Regions from separate parts of the Zea mays genome. Here region 2 is linked to region 1. A link is a contact called in public Hi-C data. All regions are on one chromosome and are shown on one strand. Each heading gives the region's core, a stretch centred on a gene start, on an enhancer-like site or on the middle of the called end of the contact. The rest is flanking DNA. Distances are from core to core; before and after follow the strand shown. Region 1 holds the start of LOC100272577 (IAA23-auxin-responsive Aux/IAA family member). Region 2 holds the start of LOC103629798 (F-box/kelch-repeat protein At1g80440-like).

Region 1 (5,290 bases), core at 1,971-4,470:
GAAATAAAGAACCTGATCAGATGGCTGGATGTAGAGCATGGTGAGTCGATAAGAGAAGCTAGAGCGCCTTAGGAATCAAAAGTCATTTGATTACTTTTAGGGCCCGTTTGTTTCATTGGAATTGAATTCCATTTTAATAATTATAATTTAGATAAAACTAATTAAGTTTATATATTTATATATGTAATATATTTGTATATTATTCTAAATCATATGAGAGAGATAGTTATATACTATATTTATGTTATAGAGGCGCAAGTAGAAGAATGTGCTATAAGTTGTACATCAGAAAAATAGCATGTAAATCTATAGAATCAATTTCCATCTCTCACCCTATGAATTTGAGGTAGGCTTATATGATAACTTTGAAAACTGGTGGAATGTCATATTCTAAAAAAAATAGCTTATTTCATTAGTAAGATTCCAATTCCTCGAAATGATAGGAAACAAACGGGGCCTTATGGGTGTGGCCATATATTTGCGTAATAACTTACATAGACTCTTTGATTTAATCTAAGCTATTAGCTCATTGTAAATTCTGCACGGTGTAGATTATTTTCTTCATATACAACATGGCAATATCCATCAGTAAGTTTTTTTTTCAGATTAATATGGTAAAAAAAACTTTACCGAGTCTACGATTGTTTTATTTGTACGTGTGAGCAGTGTCGATTCTCGTGGAAAAAGACACGCCTTTTTTTGACCTTAAAAAAGACACGCCTATTGCATCCAGGGCATGCTTCTAGTGAAAGACATCGTTGCAGGAACAGCCGGTATACAGACGACGATATTTTGGTAGTGGACATTACCATCGGAACGAGACTGCGCTGGAGATCGGTCCTGCAGGAAACAGGCTAAAACGATGGATAAAAAATCGGAGCTGGGCAGCTGGCGGAGCTAAACAACTGGCTGAAATCGAAATGACTCTTGGAGGAAATCTGAACTGCATGTTCAGTTCAGAGAAAACATGTACTAGTATCTGAGCTTCGACTTAAGATAGCCTTTCTGACAACACAATTCTGAACATTTCAGGGAGTTTTAATTATTCATAGGCCCTGTCTGTATTAGCTAAGAAAAATCAGCTGAAAGTTAATGATCGAAATAGGGATCTCATCTAACTTTTGGGAGCTATAACTGTTAGCTGAATAGATCCAAAAGGACCCATAAGACAAAACATTGAAGACGATATATCTTAGGGCTAAATCGAGTGCAAGTTATGTGAACTGCAAGGCCAGTTCCCGGACGAGCAAGTGAACAGCAGATTTAGGCAGCTGGAGCTGGACCTTTCAACGTTCCAATTCGGCTTCAGTCTCCGCGCCACTTTCTTCAGTGGATCAACTGTCCGAACTGCCGCAATCCAAGCACACAATTTCCCAGTTCCCACTAGGCCACTACCATTCCCCCCCTAATTTTCCACAACAATCGCAATCCAAATTCTGTCGGAGCTCAGAATTTTCCAGACAATGGAAATAGACAGGAGGGCTCTTCGTTTCAGCTTAAATCCAGCTGTTCGGACTGCTATAATCTATAGAGACAAAACACTCTATAATCAATAGAAGTCGGTATAAATTAAAGCCAAACGACCAGACGATCAGGCTGCCGCCGAAACTACAAGAACAGAGACAGATCGTACTTGTATTCTTTGACCTTATACAATGGAAACAGCACACAGCATGTACCATGTTCGTGTATACATGGATCCCTCGAGAGTCGAGACAAGACGACCGAGGGCCGAAGACTGAAACGGAAACCAAAGCCAAGTATGAAAGAACACACGGAAACGGAGCTACTAGTGTGCTAGCGCCGCCTCCTCGCCGGCGTCGTCCAAAAACCAAACCGTCCGGCCGAGAGGGAGGGGCACTCGAAACTGAAAAAGTTTTCCATGGGGGCGTGTGTGGTGTGGCCTGTACAGAACACACAGCAACAGACTGAACCCTCACCCTACGTACGGTGTATGACGTGTGCATGGAGGACCTGAGCAGCCAAGCCTCTTCCAGCACACACTCTGTGAACTAATTCGGAGAGATAAGCCGCGTAGGGCATATGGCGTCCACACCAACAACAATCACTGCCGGGATGATGTCCTCGGAGCTGCATCAAGCAACGCAAAGAAGAAATGTTAGTACTTTACTTATACGACGATATCTTGTAGCGTCTTGTAGTAGTAGTAGCTAGGACATGCATGGATTTGGGGTCTTGTCTTACATAGGTTGACGGCCTCGGAGCTCTTCATGAGGCGGATCCTCTTGCACGAGTCCACGAACATCCTGCGTTCATGTGTGTGTGAGAGAGGGATCAGCACACTTGGCAGAGCAACAGGTATTCCACGGACCGATTTGGACTGGATGGGGAGCAGACTATAGCAGGAACAAGCTCGAGGTCAGGTAGGTGGGTACGGTGAATTACTTGAAGGGGACGTCTCCGACGAGCATCCAGTCGCCGTCCTTGTCCTCGTAGGTGGGCATGTACTCGGCGGCGGTGTCGATCCGCCCCGCCCCGTCGGCTCCGGCTCCGGCAACGAGGCAGGAGGCGAACATGCCGTGGAGCGCGCGGAGCAGGGCCGCGTACCCGTCGTGCGCCGCGAGGTCCACCTTCCGCAGGTACGGCGCGCCGTCCACGGCCACCTTCACGAGCCTGGCCTCGTCGCGCAGCGCGTTGCGCCGGTACGCGCGGACCGGCGGCCAGCCCACGGCCCGCGCCCTGCAGCACGTGACGTCGGTCAGCAAAAGCGGTCCGTGGGCGTCGTGTCGTGTGTCCAGTTGTCGTCCACACGCGGAGAGGAATAAAGAGAAGGGAAGGGAGAGGGAGAGGGAGACTTTGGGGATGGCGGCTTGTCGTGGTCGGCGTGGGCGCGCTTGCGATCGGCGGCGGGCTCGGCGGAGGAGCCCGGGAGCGCGAGGGTGAGCGCCGTGTCGTCGTAGTCGAGGCCGGACACGGCCGGGGAAGCCGCGGAGTTGGTCGAGCTCGCCGACATCACTGGATGCGCCTGTTCCGGGTTTCTTCTCTCTGAGTTTCTGAGGTCCTGCTGCATCGTTCGTTCGTCCGGCTCCGGCCGATAAGCTTTGCTTGGTCAGGCCGGCGGGCCGCGCAGCGCAGAGGACGAACGCGGCTGCTCCTGCTCCTGCTGCTCCGAGGGGAGGAGAGGGAACAGGGACCGGCCGGCCGGGCGGCGCGGGAGAAGGACGTTGCGCGGTCGCTGTCGGAGGCGAGTGCGTGCGTGCGGTGTACTGGAATGGAAGACGAGCTTGGCTGCTTGGGGTGGCCGCTTGCCTATAAAGATGCGCGCGCGGTCGTCGTCGTCGTCTGGTGTGGTGCCGCGTACGTGCGCGTGGGAGAAGTGCATTGGGCGGCAGCAGCACCTTGTGGGGTCGGGAATTTCACCGCTCTTCTGGTGGCCATTTGTTCAGAGCATCTATAGCAGAATATATATATTTTTTAACATACGTCAAGTCAAGAGATTATCTACTCAGTCAGGACAGTGCAACATCATTAGATATCTCTTGATATCTATCCAGAAATGAAGTGCAAAAATTAGAATAGTTCGTTTTGTGTTAACTAGTAGGAAAAGTTTGGTTCGATGAACTGCAAAGTGATTCCATAAAATGTCTGAAAATCGACGGACAAGACGATCCGGCCGACAGGTGGCGCGGCGGAGGCACGTGAGACCCACCCGTCAGGATCCGGGGCCGCAGGAGGCGTCGCAGTGGCAGTGGCAGTGGGCGAAGGCGAACCCGATGCAGCAGGGCAGGCAGTTGGCATGTCGGCGCGCTGTCCCCTGCTCGCCTTTCGACGACAGGCGAACCCGATGCGGCGTCCGCGCGCGTCTCGTCTCGGTGTCGGCCGCCGGGCGGTCGAGTGGGTGGGTGGGTGGGTGGGCGGGCGTTGGTGCGGCAGGACGCAGGAGGGGACGCACCCAGGAGCCGAGCCGACCAGTCAGCCCCCAGCCGACGGCGCGGCTTCGGTTCTGCTGCCTTGTGGCTGACTGTGTTGTGTGCGCGCGGTTTCCTCCGTTTGTGCTCGGCAGCATCCGCTTGCTGACTTCAATTTCATGCAATGCACACATGCAATAGAATACTACTAGTACCTACTAGTACTAGAGTACTACTACTACGCGCAAACACCAACAACCACCCCCCCCCCCCCCCCCCCCATATGCAATGCATGCATGTGTGAATGAGCCCTGCAGAGCCGCGGCACAAAGTCACGTCTGAAGAGAGAGATATCCGTGATGCTGCTGATTTTCCAGCTTTTGATTGACCAGCATTGGCAAACCTGGACACAAGGGGCCATTTCGGTAAAGGTACTGTTTAGCACCTTTTTGAGCTGCGGTCCGGACAGTCCGCGCCTGCGCAGAGCAGTTTAGGGTTCCGAGTTTTGTGCTAAATTTGTTGGCTAGATTTACGGAATTTGCTCGGAATCCAGTCGTGCAAAGGATTCAGCCCCCCTCCTCTATAAAAAGAGAGGTCTACGGTCGATTTGGAATCATCAATCGAATAAATACAACTTCTATTTCACATTTTATCCTAAGAGTAGTTCTAGTCTAGTTTAGGTTTAGCCTCTCGATCTCCAAATTCTTCGCCTCTCTTCGACTCTACGCCGATTAGAGGAGTCTAGGTCGGCCGGTCCGAACCTAGACAACCCCTAGGATCTCTCCTCCCCGACGGGGTCCCTCCTGGGAGCGAGATCCAGGCCGTCGCCGACGACTTCCGCCGCCCCTGCGCACGCGCGGACCGTCCAGTTGTCAGGCAGAGGACCCGAGTCCTGCGACAGGTCGCGGACCGTCTACGCCTGACCAGAAAGCACCACCGTCGGTTCTTTTTGAATATTTGGCGCTCCGAAAAAGCGTCAACAGTTACGTACGTAGTGGGAGCACTAGGTAGTGGCCGGGCACCAGGAAATGTTCCGTCCCCCCACGATACGAACGAATCGCGCGGAACCATAAGAAAAGTGAATGGGGGCGGATCACGCACGATTTGACCGGAACTTAAACTAGGCGAAAGCGCAGGGGTTTTGGCCGAAAGCGTAGCGAATGGAGGCCATTACGGAATAGATTAAGCGGATGTACTTTGTGGATATGCACGCATCTCGGCCGGGTGAAATTCGGGAGGACGTTGACGGTGGCGGCCAGCAGCTTTTTTTTTCCCTCCGTGTGGACAAGCCTTGTCTTGGCAAAGCTTTTTTTTTATCAAAGAGGAAATAAATGAGAGTTACAAGACGTCGTTACGAGAATGCGCGCGCTCTCGTGACAGCGCGCGGCTACGTACCAGGGTGCTCCCGTAATAAAGCAGGT
Region 2 (5,290 bases), core at 1,321-3,820, 230 kb after region 1:
TATCCTACTGGCTGCTGTCGTCTCGTCCATACACCACACACGACTACACGAGGACAGGACAGCGCGCCCCATGGACAAATATCGTTAAAACTTGAAGCCGCGGCATGGGCGCGAGCGTGACTTGTCCGTTGCGCGCCGCTGGGACGAGCCACAGATTCCCTAGAAAGATAGATACAGTATTGCTGAACTTGTAACAACCGGCAATGCATGGGTCCCGATCCCGAATTTCTGCGGAGAAATTTCTCCATTAGGGATTAGTTCGGGAACCACATTACTCAAGAGATTTTTATTTTCCTAAGAGAAATTAAAAATCCCTTGAGAAAATTGAGCTCCCAAACTAGCCCTAGCAGATGTATATTAGGAAGGTTTTTTTTTCACGACGAAAATTTTTCCACCGACGGATAAATGGGACTGATATTTCTTGTTCTCGTTTTCCGTGGGACACGTTAAATTTACATATGATGATGTGTTCATTTAATATTTAATAATAAAAATAATTAATTATCTTGTCAATAGATCATCCGTTGTATAAATATGTTTTTAAGTACATATAATGATTTTTTTAATATTTGGACATGTGTATAAATGATAATGTTTTACAATAATAATAAAGAAAATATGTCTTAATTATAATTTAAACGAATATGAGGATTTATCTCTATGGAGAAAAAATGTCCGTAACGGTGAACTTTTTTCGTTGCGGAGATAGATAAAGAATTAAAGATAGAGAGCTAAAACCCGATGGAAATTTCAAGTTGTCATCCCTTAAACGTGACATATGTGGAAACGACAATGTAAATTCAGCTCGAAAACGACAGGGCCTGGGAAGATAACTAGATAAGGATTGGGACAAAAGATGAGGTCCCAAAAACAGAAACTCTCCTTTCATGTCCCGCCAAAACAGTTCCATCAAAAGGTTCTAGAAACTGAAACCACTGAGCTAAACTGGGGCCGGGGTCCGCTGTTAGTGCACAGCATTTTCAGCAGCCATTTGCAAGCGCGCCGGTAGCAGCAGTTTCCTGTCCCTAGTCCCCTACATGCAGATCGGATCAAACAAATTGTGATCCAATCCAACGAAGACATCGCTAATTAATTACACTAGCCTGGAAATGTTCTTTAATAAACATCATTCCCGTTCCGCTGCTTTATTTGCTAAGTACATACAACCGTGATGATTTATTTGCTAAGTATATACAACCGTGATGAGTAGCAGACTAGCAGCACTGCAGCAGTGGCACAACAAGTACGGTAGCGTAGTTCCGTCATGTATGCACAGCCACCACGTACGTGTAGGTACACACCCTCCACTTCAGAGTTCAGAGTTCAAGGAAGCAGGAGGCCTGCACGTGCCCGGCGAACTCCGGCGGCGGCGGCGGCGCGCGCGACCAGGACGCAGGTCTCCCGCCCTCCTCGCGGAGCACGTACACGGTCTGGTCCCCGCCGTGGCACCCGGACCCAACGACCACGACGCGGCCGTCAGGGAAGGCGGAGACGGCCGGCGCGGTGAGCGCGTCGTCTGGCACCCGCGCCACGGGGCGCCACGCCGCGGCGCCGTCGCGCGCCACGAGGTGCCCGTCGCGGAGCATGTACATGCGGCCGACGGACCGCGGCGCGGCGCAGCAGGTCCTCGGGCACGCGCCGTCCTCGGGCAGCAGGCGGTCGTGGACGGGCGCCCAGCCCCAGGCGGGCGACGCCGCCGCCGCCGGGTCGAAGGACTCCGCGGAGGCGACGAAGCGGCCCTGCGCCCGCGTCGGGTACCCGCCGACGACGACGAAGCGTCCGGCGACGCAGAGCCCGCGCGGCTCGTCGCGCTCCTCCGCCATGTCCGGGAGCCCCGCCCACGCGTCGGCGCCCGGGTCGTAGGCCAGCGCCGAGCGCAGCGCGTTCTTCTCGGCGTCGTGGCCGCCGGCCACGTACACGGCGCCGCCCACGGCCGCGCAGGCGAAGAAGGACCTGCGCGGGCCGGGCATGGGCGCGCCGCGCCGCCACGCGCCCGACAGGAAGTCGTAGACGAGCACCGCGTCCGTCGGCGCCCACGTCTCCGGGTCCCAGCCGCCGACCACCACCAGCAGCCTCTTCCTCCCCTGCCCGCCGCCGTCCACGGCGGCGGCCACCTGGCAGAACAGAGGCAGGCTCTGGCTTGGCCCAGGCGGGGGCGGCAGCGGCGTCCACCGTCCCTCGGCCGGTTCCAGCAGCACCAGCCGGTACGAGTTGGCCGCCGTCGAGCGCTTGTGCGCGGGGCCGGCGTCGTCGTCGTCATCCGGCGGCGCTGTCGGCTGCGCCTGGACCAGCGCGAGCACCGGGCGCGCCAGCCCCTCCGCCCGGCGCTGGCGGTGGTAGTCCGGCGACTCCACCTCCGACTTCCACTGGCGCGAGATGCGGCGCACCACCGGCAGCTGGTCGAAGCCCACCCGGACGAGGCACTCCCTGGCCACTTCATCCGGCAGCCCAGGGATCAGGTCGCCCATTGCCGACGGTGAATATTGGTTGCCTTGATCAGTTGCGTGTGCCCGTTTCTCTTCTGTGCTCGTGTGTGTCGATGTGCTTGGACCGTGTGTTGTCGATGTGCTTGTGTGAGGCGGGAGCAGAGTGGGCTACTTATATGGAAACAGAGCAGGGTGTGAGTGTGATAGCGGGGGAAGGCTGTGATATTTCTATATGGTTGTGTGTCATTGTGTGGATCCAGTCGCTTCCAGAGCTTTTTTATTTTTTATGGTTCGGCTGAGGGGTGGCATCCTGTGGAGTTCATGGCGGTACTGTGATGATTATGATATGGAGTGGACGTCATCACTTGTTGTCTTGATGCACTGCTCCTTTCCTTGTGTTACTGCCATGGTACAGGTGGGGTTTGAACCATTTTGGTAGAGGTAAGGATGCCACATCAGACATGTGGTACGACATTGACGTGACAGGGGTGAATTACTCATGGGTGTGGTAGATTAGGTGTTACCTTGTTAAACCGCCCATCAAGTTATTTGTTCTTGGATCCTGACAGCACTTCATCTGTCAAACCTTAGAAACTTCCGTGGAACTTGGTCACGTTAACATTAGCTCACACTCGCACTCTCCGCCGTAACCGGCCGCCGCCGCCAGCGCATCGAATCTCCCCGTCCCTTGGCAATCACGACGCAGCGGACCTTGTAGCGGTTTCGCGCCAGGAATCGGAGCTCTTCTAATCTCGGCTGCCTAGGAACGGAGAGCCCGAACCCGAACCGAAAGCATGGCCTGGCCTCCACGCCGCCATGCACGTGTTAACCCCGGTGCCAGGGAGTTAAGCCCGCAGGCCGCAGAGGACAGGTGTTGCAGCGCCATCGGGTTACTGGTGCAGTAGCTCTTGTCTGTGCCACGCGCCCGGTGGTGCGTGCCCGTTTCAATTTATAATTTATTTGACTTTTTACTCTATATTTGTCTAGCTCGTCTTATTCAAAAAAGTTCAAATTATATTTTACTGTAATATTATTTAGCATATAATATACTATATAATATAGGCTTTGGATTTTTATTTTTTCAGAAAAAAATGAATAAGAGCGAGTAGATGGAAATGAACGGATAGGCACAAAAAATTTCTTTAAGACAGCCGGGTCCGGTCCGTGCCAGCACAACCCAGAATTATTATCGCGGTGGAATGGATGCCCGCGGCGTGGCGTGGCGTGGATAGGATCGCCATCGCGAGCCCGCCCCGCCGCCAGTCGTCATGCTCGCTCCGCAGGCAAACGAACATACGCCGCAGTCCTATCATCTCTTTGCTCTGCGCCCCGGCCGGGCCCCGCCGTCTCGCGTCGCGTCACGCATTTGCGGTTTCCGTCCACATCAAGCCCTGCCGTCCGATCCTCCTCCAGCTCCCTGTTTCTGAGCGCAACCGCGGCGCAGGGGGGGAATGGAAAATCTACGCCGTCGCTGTCGAGGGTGGCGTCTTGGCGGTCGTCGGTCGACCAAGTGGGCGGCCCGCGCTATGGGATATTGGGATTCAGCGGCAGCGGCAGCGGCAACGGCAACGGAAGCAGTGGTAGCGGTCTAGCCGTGCCGTGGGCGGCTGGGCGCTGGCCGCGGTTCTGCTTCCGATGCGAGTGCGGAACTGCGGATAGGCAATGAGCATATTTTACCTACGTGTTCATACATAAAAACTTTATAGTGTTCATACATAAAAACTTTATAGAGTAGATTTGAGTGTAAATTTGTACCGGCAGGCACATGTGCTTGTTTGATTTTTCAATCCGACACTGTTTATCTCGTAGGCATGAAAAAATGGTACCATGCCCACAAACCTATATACCCATAATGGTTATACTAACCAGTTGCCCATGCTTTTGCTACGAACCCTAAATATATCATATAAATAGGTATTGAAATATTTATTTAAATATAATTATTGTTTATTTTTAAACATTAATTTACGTGTAGTTTGATGGTTAGCTCCAAATTTCTATAGTAGGGTGTGTGTTCAAATGCATACTTTGTACTATTTTTTATATAATTATTGTTTATTTCTAAACACTAAGATACATGTGGTCTGGTGGTGGCTACGCGGGTGCTCGGGTCCACAGCTCAGTAACTGAGAGCGTGCTAAGCATGGGGCCAACAGAGTATGACGTCGAGGCGTGGGGCGGGCCCAGTGTGTCAAGCACGGGGTGAAGCTGTGATAGCCTTTGTGACGTAAAGAACAAGACGATAGAATGACTAAAAATGTCTTTCAATAGAAATTCTAGGGACTAAATTTTAGTCTATAAAGTTTAGAAGGGAGACTAGAGGAACTAAACATTCTCTTAGTTCCATGTAGGAGTGGATAGAGCAACGACAATAGTTATCGTTTGAGGGCTCTAACTGTCTGTCGGTGTTTCGGACTCGGGGGACCCTCAACCGGACCGACTAGTGAATTTTAGTGCGTGCCCCTGTCCAGATGGGTTGATGCAAGATGGAACACAAGAGAAAAATGAGGTTTATATTATCTTGCACCGGGGTGCTCGTAGTAGGGGTTACAAGCGTTGCGGAAGAGCGAGAACGAGGGAGAGAGAGAAAGAGAGGGTTCAGCCTTGAGGCGAGCTGTCTGAGGCTGCCTCTACCGCGTCTCTCCTACTCTGCCTGCCTCCGCTCGTCTGCGTCGTGCGTCCGTGTGTTCGTACGTGCGTCTCTCTCCCCTCCTCCCTTTCCCCTAGAAGGCCCTGGACATCCCCTTTTATAGATACAAGGAGATGCCCAGCTGTACAATGGGGGTGTAGCTATGAGCTAACGTGGCTGGCAGGGAAGTGCCCTGAGCCCGGTACAGATAATAACGTGGCCGTTGGAGAAGTGC

The links. A called contact is a pair of places that touch in the nucleus more often than the background predicts.
Region 2: a contact with region 1 is called in a Hi-C map of bundle sheath, with 2.7 times the contacts expected there. The contact joins the promoter of LOC103629798 here to the promoter of LOC100272577 in region 1. A contact is called at or near these places in 7 of 25 Hi-C or Micro-C datasets (bundle sheath, ear, endosperm and 2 more).

What each region holds. Positions count from the first base shown.
Region 1 is chr6:113,375,222-113,380,511 of Zm-B73-REFERENCE-NAM-5.0, forward strand. LOC100272577 (IAA23-auxin-responsive Aux/IAA family member) reads right to left here and starts at 3,221. Exons shown (of 4, transcript NM_001147042.1): 1 at 2,817-3,221; 2 at 2,407-2,700; 3 at 2,206-2,267; 4 at 1,546-2,091. The coding sequence starts at 3,031. The coding sequence ends at 2,066.
Region 2 is chr6:113,601,833-113,607,122 of Zm-B73-REFERENCE-NAM-5.0, forward strand. It overlaps LOC103629798 (F-box/kelch-repeat protein At1g80440-like), which reads right to left and starts at 2,571. Exons shown (of 1, transcript NM_001319717.2): 1 at 1,100-2,571. The coding sequence starts at 2,468. The coding sequence ends at 1,317.